Linked DNA regions of Sus scrofa: regions 2 and 3 are each linked to region 1. The links are chromatin contacts, called in public Hi-C maps. All regions are on one chromosome and are shown on one strand. Each heading gives the region's core, a stretch centred on a gene start, on an enhancer-like site or on the middle of the called end of the contact. The rest is flanking DNA. Distances are from core to core; before and after follow the strand shown. Region 1 overlaps LAMA4 (laminin subunit alpha-4). Region 2 holds the start of LAMA4 (laminin subunit alpha-4). Region 3 has its middle 39 kb from the start of RFPL4B.

The links. Hi-C and Micro-C count contacts between places; a contact is called where the count stands out from the background.
Region 2: a contact with region 1 is called in a Hi-C map of subcutaneous adipose tissue, with 1.5 times the contacts expected there. The contact joins the promoter of LAMA4 here to the enhancer-like site in region 1. A contact is called at or near these places in 2 of 5 promoter capture datasets (liver and skeletal muscle), 4 of 47 Hi-C or Micro-C datasets (embryonic fibroblasts, heart right ventricle, retroperitoneal adipose tissue and 1 more) and 1 of 2 datasets of contacts at active chromatin or transcription factors (skeletal muscle).
Region 3: a Hi-C map of omental adipose tissue shows a contact between it and region 1, with 2.0 times the contacts expected there. The contact joins two enhancer-like sites. A contact is called at or near these places in 19 of 47 Hi-C or Micro-C datasets (adipocytes, alveolar macrophages, embryonic fibroblasts and 11 more) and 1 of 2 datasets of contacts at active chromatin or transcription factors (skeletal muscle).

The regions. Positions count from the first base shown.
Region 1 is chr1:78,152,469-78,156,688 of Sscrofa11.1, forward strand. LAMA4 (laminin subunit alpha-4) reads right to left here. Exons shown (of 41, transcript XM_013992761.2): 6 at 1,202-1,416. Among named protein-coding and RNA genes, the nearest start is that of LAMA4, 70 kb to the right of the region's middle. Within about 2 kb of position 1,858, at least 2 of the 83 cell types and tissues checked have an H3K27ac peak or open chromatin away from gene starts, as enhancers often do. A contact at or near this core is called in omental adipose tissue, where this site is marked.
Region 2 is chr1:78,222,111-78,226,775 of Sscrofa11.1, forward strand. It overlaps LAMA4 (laminin subunit alpha-4), which reads right to left and starts at 2,454. Exons shown (of 41, transcript XM_013992761.2): 1 at 2,313-2,454; 2 at 1,664-2,014. The coding sequence starts at 1,858.
Region 3 is chr1:78,271,069-78,275,068 of Sscrofa11.1, forward strand. No RefSeq gene overlaps it. Among named protein-coding and RNA genes, the nearest start is that of RFPL4B, 39 kb to the right of the region's middle. Within about 2 kb of position 2,048, at least 12 of the 83 cell types and tissues checked have an H3K27ac peak or open chromatin away from gene starts, as enhancers often do. A contact at or near this core is called in omental adipose tissue, where this site is marked.

The DNA of each region.
Region 1 (4,220 bases), core at 608-3,107:
CTAGGCTAGCAATAAGCTGGAATAGAATTGTGAATTTCCCTCCACCTCTTAACTGTCTTTATAGAATAATAAAAAAATTAGCTTTAAAGGGGACGTACACTTATTACATTTTGGCTGTTTAATATTCCACAAAATGCAGATTTATTAAACAATTCAGCAAGATCATGCTTTATTGCTTCTAACATTAGCTTCTTTTTTAAGAGTGATCTGCACCTATGTAATTTAACTGTGAATTTAGCATGTCAATGTTTAAGTCTCTGATTTTGCCAATACTCTTTCCGACGTCTCCTGTCTTTTTAGTCTAAAGGCACAGAACAACTCTCTTCCCTGCGTTTTTGGGGTTATGTGTCTGTGCACATAGCTTTCTTGGAGAATGTTTATTCTACTGTAACTTCTGTAGATTGAATCCATTTCCTTTTTAATTTCAAGCTCTTCACTTCTAAAAGTTTCTTCAAGTGAGATTGACCTGTTTCACTGAAAGAATCTCCAACAGAAGCATGCCACAAGAGCACAATACCTCTTCCTCACTCTTCTTCCCCTCAAAGTCTGATAAAAGAAGGAATATTCAGGCTTAGCCTTCCTCTAGTCCTAAAGGAAGGCCACTTTATTTCTAAAGAGCTCCACCGGCAAGTGGATTGGAGAAATCCTGAATAAAATTTGTACCTTTCAGTCTAACTGAAGTCTAACCGGGAAGATTTCTTATACTATCTTTGAAATATTTATTCTGATAATTTGAGGAAGTTAGGAGATGGTTAAACTATCCCTGGCTTGCTAATCTATTTCATTGAAATGTCAATTTTACCAAACATACTGAAAAAAGGGACACAGCTTGCAGAATAAGAAAACTGATGTGAACCTGCAAACTTTCATTCAGTCCTCAGTCAATGATAGGTAATCTAGAGAAGTCTGATTTCCTCCTCTGATCAAAACTGGAAGGACATAAAGAATATAAGACAACAGTTCACTAGTGTTAGTGTCTCATGGTTCATTCTACTCACGAGCTAAGTTACATTAGTCTTGATAAAAATACCTATCCCTGCAAGTATGGGATGCACATACCTGAGACTGTGCTGGAAAAGTGTCAAGGGGGTACTTGCAATATTTCCTCAAGATAAATTTATCTAAATTCAGCCTTAACAGAGAAGCTGCTCCTACCATACATTCGCTGATTAGGCAGCTGCTGCAGTACCACACACTGTACCTGCACAGTTCTTGGCTCTCCTGGCATCCCCATAGTAGCCAGGCGCGCAGCGCTCACACTTGAATCCAGTGGTGTTGCGTAAGCAATTCCTACACTGGCCAGTGACCTCATCACAATCTTCAAAGATCAGGTTAGGATCTGAATTTCCACTGCAGTCACATTTCTTACAGGTGCTTCCAATCAGCAAGGGGTTTCCATAGTAACCGGGAGCACATCTGAAGAGGAATCACATGTTAAACACTTAGCATCCATGGTTTTATCTTCTTTCCTATCTAGAAGACAGTGTGATGAATATTTGTGGATTGCTCTTCCAGAATTAATTCTCACTCTCCCATCTTCCTAATAGAACCAGACTTTGTTTTTAAGCAACTACCCCTCACCACCGTGTTGTAGCCTACTGAGTTCGGCTAGACCTTTGGGTGAATGAGTATCTGGATATAACCAGTATGTGGGAATTTTTGGTTACCCCAGTGACTGCGTTGCAGAGCTGGCACATGATGGTTGGTACCAGATATGCTAAATGTGGCCATGAGATATGCCACTAGAGCACAGCTAAGAATTGTCTGGGGCAAATGTTAGTCATACCTTTATTGAGAAACACTCCACTTTGCCTTAGTGAATTGTTCTGATACCCTAAACCCGAGCCAATTGATGCCGGGCATTGTCCTGGCCAAAATGGCTTGGCTTAGGAGTGATTCAATGGAGCAGAGCTCAGGGCTCTTGTTAGGGTTGTGGGAAGGCAATTCTCTCCATCTGCAGGTGAACGAAGGGGCAGGCAGCACTCTCAGCTCTGGCAGCCATCCTGTGACTGGGAAAGCAAGCTTGCAGACAAAGTAGAGGGCAGAGCTGGGAGAACCACAGATAAATGGCATTGGAGCCAGATGCCATGATTCTGTACAGTTTATACATGAGCCTGCAGAGGCTAGGCACATAACTGCCTTTGCTGTGGGGGCACTGCTGATGCCTATGGTCATGCCAGCTGGCCCTTAGTGAGAGCGCACACTGAAATCCATCCAGCCTTTGCTGGCCTTGCCAAGATGTGCACTTTGGGTGGGGCTGCCTCTGCACCGAGGAAAAAATTCCTTTCCCTACTTTGTCTAGAAGGTGCCCTAGAGCCAGCAGAGGTCCTGCTGTGAGTGATGGGACCATAGGCTCCATCTAAGAGGGACAGCTGATTTTTAGCTTTTGTCAACAGTTTTCTTATTGTAGCTTTGAGGGAATGAAGGATCTGTGTTGCTAAGTCTTCTTATTTAAAAGGAAAAAGTTGAAATTTGGGTTTTTAATGTGAAAGCTCAGCTTTTAAAGGTTGGCTCAGTCTTTCTAAGAATACCGTATGAGCCAAAGTACATGTTTTCTGGTTGGTTGTGGCCTCTCTGCTGTGGATCCTAAATTAGTGCTGAAGACTGGCTAAGATGGGCTCAAGATGCTTTGGTACTGGCTGAGAAGAATATGCAGTTACACCATCATGGGGTTGAAGGTGAGGCACAGGAATTAGTTCTGAGGAGATAGCAAAAGAGAGATCTGGTGAAGGATTCTGAGTGTGATGAAGGTGATCGTGAAGGAAGCCAGTGGACCATGGCTGGAGTGGCAGAGTGGGGTGAGGTGGGGAGGGTTTGGGGTAGGTCCTTGGTCTTGAGACTGAACAGGAAGGGAGGACTTGCCAAGGAAGCCAATAAGACCCAGCCAGTATTAAGACGACACCGCAATTTTTTCAAGGCTCCCATTTAAAGCAAGAGAATCATGATTCAGAACATCTGAAAAATGGAGAAATGAAAAAAAAATCATACCTATAATCCCAAGACCCTAACAAAATCACTGTTCAACATTTTTGCATTCTAAGGCTGAGAGGCTACTTGGATTTTTCAGGTTCACATAACTAGGAAGTTATACTGTAAATTCCTGACCTTCTGACCCTGATATTCTTTTTTTCACTCCACCCTGGACCACAGTGTCACTACTATAAATGAATGAGTGAATTCATCCAACAGAAGGACAATTCATGTCTATTTTGCATAAGGCACAGTGAGGCAGGAAGAGGAAAAACACAGAGTCCATGCACTGAAAAAAAAACAGGAAAAAAGTTAAGCATAATTATACATAACACCATGAAATCTAGAAACTGAGGTCTATGAAAAAGACAAGAATGAATATAAGTGCCACACAACCCACAAAGAGACACCTCCTAGAGGAAATGTTCAATGAATTTCGTCATCCATACTCATGTCTTTGCACCTCTGATTTATAGGCTCTCATGTCCCCAAGCCAGCATAAATCATTCCTCTATGGAATTCATGGCTGGACTTTTTATCCTGTAGTGTGGTTCAACAAACAGAATATTAGACTCTTAGGCTCACTGAAATGGGGCTCAGATCTGCCACCTCACTGTGCAGCTAAGCCTGAGGTCTGGGAGTAAATGGACTTGTCCAAGCTCACAGAAGCCAGATGACAGTTACTTCCTTTTCTCTGTTTCATGCTACTGTTTGATCACCATAGGTTGTCCCCTGGTCTTCAATAAGATGAAAACCAAAGTCTCTCTTTTGTAAGTCAGAAATTCAATCACAGTGGAAATATACTTTGAGTTTCAAGAACATCTTTTGGTGGTAGGTTCAGAAGAAATTCCGAAGTCATAGTCCCAACTTCGACCCTAATGATTTTACAGAATAAGTATGTGAAGGTTTTGTATTCATAGCACCCTCTAACCCTGACTTTATACAGAGGAGGAAACAAACATGGAGAAGCTGGACAACTGGTTTAGTGCTTCAGGGCTCAAGTATCATATGCGACTCCAAGTTGAGGGTCTTTCCACTCCACAAGTATGGGCTAAATGAAATAACTAATTAACCCATTAATGATTATAACAGTTGAGAATCAAATACTATCTGTCAATGCACCAAATTCCTGCCCTCAAAGAGCAAATAATAAAGGATACAAAAGGACCAGAAGTTGAAGACCTAAATAGACAATTCTCCAAAGAAGACATACAGATGGCCAAAATCACTGAAAATGCTCAACATCACTG
Region 2 (4,665 bases), core at 1,204-3,703, 70 kb after region 1:
ATTTCACTGAACATATGAGCATATAAGAAATTGCTCAGAATCTCAGTAATAAATGTAAGATTCCCTAAAAATAATTTTTTCTTACTTTTTGTGGGATGAGAGTTACAAAAAGTTATGTGTGCCTGTCTCTGTAGAATTAGCAGGTAAAAATACAGGACGCCCAGACAAATTGAATTTCAGATGAATAATGAGTAATTTTTTAGTATAAACACGTTCCATGACATATTTGAGACACAACCAAAAATCTATTTGTTGTTTATCTGAAATTCAGATTTAATTGGGTGTCTTGTATTCTATCTGGCAATCCTACTCTTAAGTCAAGCATTTCATTCTGGAACTTTCCACAAAGTTCAAAGCAACAGGTGGAGATAAGGCTTCTGGGGGTGGGGGGTGGGGGGCAAGGGTTAACTCCAAGCCTGTGGAGAAGCGAAGCCTTCCCATTGTGTAGAGTGTCTCCTGCTTCTGGCTTCTCCCCATGTCTGGGGACAAAGCTGACCAGAAGGTGTGCCCCTCTTTCTCATGGGGATTACATTTCACACCACACTGGAGGTTGGTATGCTCTGGCCCTACCCATTCTCCCTTCATTTGCTGGCATGCATGCATAGGGCTCACTCCTGGAGAAGGACCATCTTCATCCATCTTATTTTATCTGTAGTAATTAATTACTACACTTATACTAACAATTAGTAAGATTAATAGCAATAATTTAGACTTCAGTGCTGTGAGAAAGGGTATCAATAACCCCATAACTGCTTTGGTTCTATAGCTGCTGTAACCATAGCTACAGGGTTTTGTGTGTGTGTGTGTGTGTGTGTGTGTGTGTGTTGTTAGGTCAACTGGTCTTTCCTTTCCCATGAACTTAGGTGACTTCATTTTCCTCCTCCTTAGTATCTCCCACGCACTGGACATGCTGTGGTCCATCTCGGCTCAGGGGACCCTTAAATCACTTACTCTGGATTCATCCTCCTTTACCCAATTTCTACACTTTGGTTATGCTTTCAACATAAATGTCATTGTAAGGGATTCAAACAGCAGCTCTTTGAATAAGCATATTATTAACAGCATATCCCCAGCATTTTTACATTTGGGATGGGGCTTGACTTTCACCACAACTTCTTGTTTCTGGAATATAATGGCTCCTGTCTATTTAAGGTATCTGCTCTGCAGTGTCCTAACAGCTTCTTTAGTGCTTTCACCCTCCAAGGACCTTCTGTTTAATCTGTGACAAAAGGATTGGCCCTGTAGTATTGTTCTCACTGTCCTAACATCACAGAGAAGCAGCAAGCTAGTGCCAGGGCACACACTTTAAGTGGCGTGGCTTGACAAACATGATTCCCTGAGACATATAAGTGGCACAAAATCATAGACGTGCCACTGCAGCTCCAGGTAGGAGTCTAGCTTACTTAAAGTATCAGGACACGTGTCCTTTGCCAGCTTGAACAGGGACATGCTTTCCAAGGCCTCAGCTCTCAACTCACTATGTCCAAATCCAGCCTACAAAGTGAAACTTTTATTTCAAGTTTCTGAGGTGACCTGGTTCCAGTGAAATTCTCAAGGCGGATGGGGAAAGGAAGAAAGAGGGAAGAGAGAGAGACAAGTGTGGTACATACAGCGCACCGGGCACAGGTGCCCCAGCAGGGTGACAATGGCAGGGACACTGTACCTGGGTAGCAGGAGGCAGGCTTCCTGGACCCACGCGGGGCTCGCTGGTTTCAGGCGGGTCTAGTCGGCCGACCGCTGAACTCCCTTCAATGTCAAAAGGAAAAGCGCTGTCGTCCCCGGACGCGGCGCGGGAGCAGGCGGCGCCCCAGAGGAGACACAGGGGCAGGACTGCGCACCAGGCTGAGCTCAAAGCCATCTCTCCGCTGACATCCGACAGGGCTCCTTCAGGGGCTCAGCCACTGTTGGTCCTCGCCGGTCCCTCCCCGTAGTGCGGCGGTGCCTCCCTGCTTATTTTACCTTCTCTGCCTCTGCAGTATCCAGATGGGGGAACTCAAGTCAGCCCGCGGAGCAACTTAGTAGAAAAAGGGAGAGTGAGAGAGTAAGCCAGAGCCTGTCCCCACCCCCTCTTCCCTCTTTCTGTCTTCCCCCTCTGTTTCTCTCACTTTCTCTCTCTCTCTCTCCCCAGAGGCTCTGGCTGAAGAATGTACAGATGGATGGAGCTTAAAGCTGAGCATCAAAAGGCGGGTGGGGTTGGGGCGAGTCCTGAGAGCGCCGCCGGCCGCCTCCTGTCCCTGACTGACTGAGGGCCGACTGAGGGCTACGCTGCCCTGGCTTCCTTCCCACACCCATTCTCACCGCTCCCTTTTTACCTTCACTTCCAGGCCCTCCCCCTCCAAGCAGGCCTTTCTGACACTACTGGCGGGGCTTTCCTCGCGACCTCCCCTCCCCTTTCAGTTTGGGGCCCCTCAAGGGTCCCAGATGAATATTCAGCTTTTGTGATTGCTTCCTCACATCTCTTATTTGTTTAGCCAAGGTGCCGGATGTCTTATCTGTATTTATGTAGATCTTTTATGTGGCCCAGCTAGTTTGCAGGAAAGTGGGTGTAAAAGGGATTCCTGGCTGGAGCTGGGAGGTGGAGGCTCCCAGATGGCAGGGGGGGGAGGGCACCCACTTTCTTGTACAAAGTTTCTCCTTTTCTAGAGACAGGCTGCTGCCCTCTTTGTGCTCCTACCTTCCCTGGAGACTGGCTGGCCACCCTCTTCCTCCCGACAGTCCTCACCCAGAGGGCTTGGGAGAAGAATATGTTTCACTGCAGCACTGGAAAATGACTTCATTACTGAAATGCATGAACTTTTATTGACAAAGAACATCTTGTTTTCGTCCTAAAGAGGTGCTTTGTAAAGGGCCAGGAACAAGGCTTGCAGTGTATGAGCCTGTCAAATATACTGCTCACAGCCCCAACCTCTTCCTCTTGGCCTGTAATCTCATGCTACTGCATGTGTCTAAGTCATGTAACCTTCCAAGACTTTGGAGCCAAGTTGAGCTACAATTATGAGGGGTACCCATATGGATGGGTCAATGGCCACTACAGTTGATAGGTACCTTTGCAGTCATTAGCTTCATAAGGAGCCTTAAACTTTCCCAGGAGACGCACACATGGCTTCAAAAGGACTAGATGAGATAACCATAAAATGCCACTTAAGTTTCTGGGTGTTTGAAATTGCTTACAATCAAACAAAAAAAAAAAAAAAAAAAAAAAGTTTTAATAAAACCTATCCATTAGCTCTATTTAAAGGACAAAAATCATTTTATCCAAGGATAAACAAAGCAGCCATTTATTTTGCACCTACCATATGCCTGATACTTTTTATGTGTTATTTGTAGTCCTCACAGCATTTTTGAAAAATAGAATTATTATTTCCTTTTTATAGAAGAAGAAAGGGAGGTTCTGAGAGACTAGGGCATTTGCCCAAGTAAAAGCTGGTAGAAAGCTGAATCTGATCCTCACTGCTTCCAAAACTATCTTTCATGTCTATTCCACATGGAAACTCACAAAATAAAGGTCACAAATTCAGAGTTAGAAGAGATGGCACCCTCATTTTTTTGAGTACCTTCTAGGTGCCAAAAAGTTTTCATAAATTATCTTGTTTATTTCCATTTTCACTATTATGAGATAGGTATTGTTATACATATTTGGTAATGGGTGTGTGGTAAAAGTGCTACTAGAACCCAGGTAAATCTGATGCTCAGGTCAATGATTTTCAACAATAAGATGGTATGATACAAAAGTGCCAAGCTGGAAGAAGCAAAAAGTTTTCATACATCCTAAAGTATCTGTAATGTTTTCATTTTAAGATATAAAAACAGTGTTACAATGAACCATTAAGCTCAATTATGATCATCTTCCAAATAAGCTGGTTAACCCACTAAATTAAGTAAAAGAACTTAAAAAAGTATGTGTGGGTTTGGTTAATTTTTCAAGAGACTTATATTGGGAGACAAGATGGCCAACCTCCGAAGAGGAAGAAATGATGCTAAATGTCCTGTCCCACTTTTGCTTTTAAAAAAACCTTAGTAGTAATAATAATAATAATAATAATAATAATAATATACACATCATATTCTGACTTCAGATATAGACCTCATCAATATGCAAAAGCTATTCACATTTGTTTTCTGAAGGATTATGTCCCATTCTTCTTTAACTGTCAATTAGTCTTACACTTTTTGTTTGACCCAGAGTCTCTTTTCATCTTTCCTCACCAGTTTAGATTCTTTAAGAGGCCTGAGCAGTGGGGGTAGGAGTGCATTTATGCAAGACCTATGAATTTTTAATTTTTGATTAAAAATATGCTTCTAACTCCCCTCATCTTCTTTCTGCAGACATTATTATTATTTTTGAAGCAAAAGAGCGTAACACACAGGAACATGGGTTTTATATGGAATAAAATAGACTTCAAACCCTAGGTCTGTTTACAGTGGTTCTGGGAGCTTGACAGAACTTAGTCTCTCTGAATGTCAATTTCCTCATCTGTAAAATGGAATGATGATGCCCCTCATGAGTTGTAAATGAAATAATGTGAATAAAGTATTAGCACAACCCGGCATAGAGACAGTGCTCAATATTTACTATCTAACTATTCTATTTTAAATTAAAGTCTTTTATTTATTTATTTATTTTTTGTCTTTTTGCTATTTCTTGGGCCGCTCCCACTGCTTGTG
Region 3 (4,000 bases), core at 798-3,297, 120 kb after region 1:
GCCAGCAGCTACAGCTCCGATTTGATTCCTAGCCTGGGAACCTCCATATGCCACAGATGTGGCCCTAGAAAAGACAAAAAGACAAAAAAAAAAAAAAAAAAAATGTTAGTTGTGATGAGCCTGTGTGCCCTCATTGAACCTTCCAAATTTTGAATCAAACACTCTGGATTATTTCTCTTTCAAAGTTACTATTCAGTCTCAGCTAAGAATTTATTTGTTGAACACAAGCTATGTTGCTGCTGTGTGTTTAAAATGGTTTAATATTGAACTGTTAATTGCACGTTTGTCATTCTTGGGAGCCAGTGCTCATTATGGTGGGATACATTCTGTCTAAAATGTACACTGATCTCCCTCATTATTCCTAATCTTCCCCATTAATATCCTAGGTACATGTATGTATACATATGGAGAGAGAGAGACAGAAAGGGAGAGGTGGGCGGGGGAGAGAGAGAGATTGGCCATATAAATCTTGTAGTATAGGAAATAAAAGCAGCCTTGAAGTGCTGAAAGCAATGTTCATTACTGGGAACCAACTGGCCATTGTGGCATGAGGCAACTCATTTCAGCAACCATGAGGGTTAGGCCAAAGTCACAGCAGGGATAGTCTCCATAATAAGCAGCCAGAATTGTTACCATTCAGGCTGAGCAGCCTGCTGCTCCAGGGAACTCTCTTTGAGCTGAACATACCATATCTGAGACAAATTTGAAAGCAGCAGCAGCTCTTACTGTTCAACTTGATTGTCTATAGCAGATTGAGCCAGGCCATTTTGGAAATGCCCAACTCTTAAATTAGTTTTGGTAGATAATAGGAGATTCCCACGGTTTGATGCTCTTTTCTCATCACCTTGATATGAAGCGATGATGAAAGAAATTTACAAGGAGATCCTGCTGAATAGCATTGAGAACTTTGTCTAGATACTCATATTGCAACAGAAGAAAGGGTGGGGGAAAAATGTAATTGTAATGTATACATGTAAGGATAACCTGACCCCCTTGCTGTACAGTGGGAAAATAAAAAAAAAAAAAAAAAGAAATTCTCAAACAAAATTTTGAGTCACATATAGATGATCATTGACATTTATTACTAAGCAGGTCCAGGCCAGCTTATCCTACTCTTTAAGGCTGAGGAGGTCCTAGCTCTCTGACGTTAAGTGGTTTAACTACCCATCACATGGAAGGTTTAATTGAGGCAGACACACTGATTTCCTGGTGGCAGGATTCTGTTATCCCAATAGGTTATGTCAGGCAAACAGAAGTCTTGTGAACTTTCAGCTGATATAGGACACAGGGCAACAGTCTACAGATCAGGTTAAGTTTTTATTATAGGCGGAGAGTCTCTTGAAACTTATTTCATCTTCTCTGTATATCTAGGTTGCCATTAGTTTCACCACTGAAAGCCCATTCCTAATATTCATTACACTAATTTCCTAAGTCTCTGGTGTGGCTGGAGAAAAGGAGGCTTGTTCTAGCCTCCTCTGGAGTGTGGATTTACACTTAACCACTAAGTAGCTTACTGACAATCCCGGTGGTAGGAATTTCTGCTTAGGACAACGCGCTACGCCTAAGGCTTTACTTTAACACTCGCTGTTTGTACTGAAGTATTTTAAAGTGAAACACAGACATTGTAATGATGTCCATTAGTTGGATTACACACAGTTGCATTTTCTACCAAATACCGTTCTCCTGGAGCAGGCAAGCACTTATTCTTGAGAACAGAACACTCCAGGGAACGAGAGTGCATTCATCTCTCACAGTGGAGCTTGATGTTTCAGCTGGGGACCAAAGGGGAACATAAATTTTTTTGTTTCATTTCATCCCTTGTCCATTTCTGAAATAAACTTGGCAAACAGACTGCAGATTCCTGGTTATCACTAAGCTGCCCCAAACCATGGGAAACTCTTCATCTTTTCATAGTGGCACTAGCAGAAAATTGATGTCTTATTCGTGGCATTATTTCAAGCCTAATGCCATCTCTCAAGTAGAGACACACTCTCTATTTAATGAGTCTATATCCCCAGGTTAGCTCTAGGGGAAGAAATTAGTCTCTCTCTCTTTGCCCCCACCTGCGTCTCTCTGTGTGTCTCTCAGTCTCTCCTCCTCTCTTCCTCCTACCTCCCTTTCCCTTTCCCCACTGCTTATCTTCTCTCTTCTACTTTCTGTGTTGTTATTTTTTGATCTTATGTCTAATGAAAGAATAGCTTGGTTCTTTGTATTAAACAGGACTGAGCTCATTCTACGAAGGAAGTTGGTTAAATTTTCATTATTCCAAGTCATAGGAAAGATCTAGGTTTCACAGCCTCTATTGTTTCTGCTGCATGCTTTAAATGTTATAAATCTAGAGATTATCCCCTGGCCAATAATGTTGTGTCTGAGCAGCTCTACCCCTCTGCTGAACCTTTTCTTTGTGCCTTTGTCTTTTTTCCTCAGGTGTCATGGGTCATTAGCTCCTGCGAGCAGGCACTTAAAACACCGAGCTTGCCTCTTTGGACATTTGTTTATTTTTCCATTCATCCATTAAATATTGACCTCTTGTCAAGGGGGAAGAAGACACACTTATAAATAAGGGAAATGCATCATCTGACCACAATGAGATACTTTGGTAGTGGTGCTTGAACATTTCTTTGGGACTCCTTAGCATGCAAAATGGAGCATCTGGAGAAGGGCATGTTAAATCCACTTCAGAATGCCATGGATTAAGACTATAAACCAAGGGGCTAGAATTAACCTTAGCTTCCCTTTCTTCCTGCTTTTTTTCCTTTCCTCCATTATTTACAAAAAAAAAAAAAAAACCTAAACAAACAAACAAAAACAAACCTAGATAGGGAACTGGACTAACATTTCAATTAAGTGAGGCAAGCAAGGATTTCCAAGCTGGTGCCAGCTCAAAATGGATTATATCAAAAGAGGGAAAGCCAACATCCCATCTGGAAAGCACCAAAGATCTTGGACCTAGCAGCATGGATCAGTGCAATAACAAGGATGAACAAAGCATTGAGAGTTTGGCCAAACCACAACATCTCTGCATTGTGCCTTTAGAGGAAAGTAAATAGAAAATCCTTCTGGCTCACAGAGAAGTTATACTGAGTCATGATTTACAACCCCTGCACAGAGCTCAGCACAGAGCAGGTGCTCACCAAATACTTGTTTGCTGAAGTAATGTTTGACTTGAATTGCCTCTAAAGCACCTTCATTTGACCCAGTGGTATTTATGGACCTCCTGGTCATAGCTCTGGCCTGGCTTTCTCAGAGTTGTATTTCCATGTAGGCAGACTCTCTAATCCCCAGTAAAATGAAAGATTGCATAAATATTCAGTAACTTGAAGATTTAAGTAAATGCTCAGTGTCCTACCTCTAAACATGTCTGCAAAGGATCTTGGTTTGTTCCTTGGAGATGAACCAAATGCTTTAGCTAATGGTGAAACAGTCTATCTCCCTTTGCTTGTATAGACCTTAAGTAAAAATAAATGTTTACTTAAGATGATCTCCAGCTTGATCTTTCTGAAGGCACAGGGAGCTTAAGTGTAGCTGTCTGTGGCTACAGGTTAGAATGTCTTGAGTATGTAGAACAGTGTTCTCAAGGAAAGTTCTTCCCCATTTCCTTGCTGGTTGTATTAATGCACTTTAGCATTTGCCCCAGTGTTCCACCAGTCAAATCTGTGAAGTAATGGATACTGTGGATAATGGGGAGTGAATTCTATTTTTTCTCTTAAAGAAACATAACACGCTGAAATGCTTGTAAGTGGCGAATGAGTTAGGCTCAGCATTCAGCACTGTGGCTAATCATATCAATTTGTAAAAAGCACATAGACGTAGTCACTGAGATAAACTGGTGGCTGTGCTTGCAAAATGTGTCTGATCCCTCTCATTTTCCTGGAGTCATCATCCTCAAAAGCTTTCAGGTTATGGGTAGGTAGGTAAGTTGACTTATCAGGAACCAGTGGAAAGAGCATGGTGTTGGTATTTAAAATCACAGCTCTTATTTGATATTGGGCAAACATCT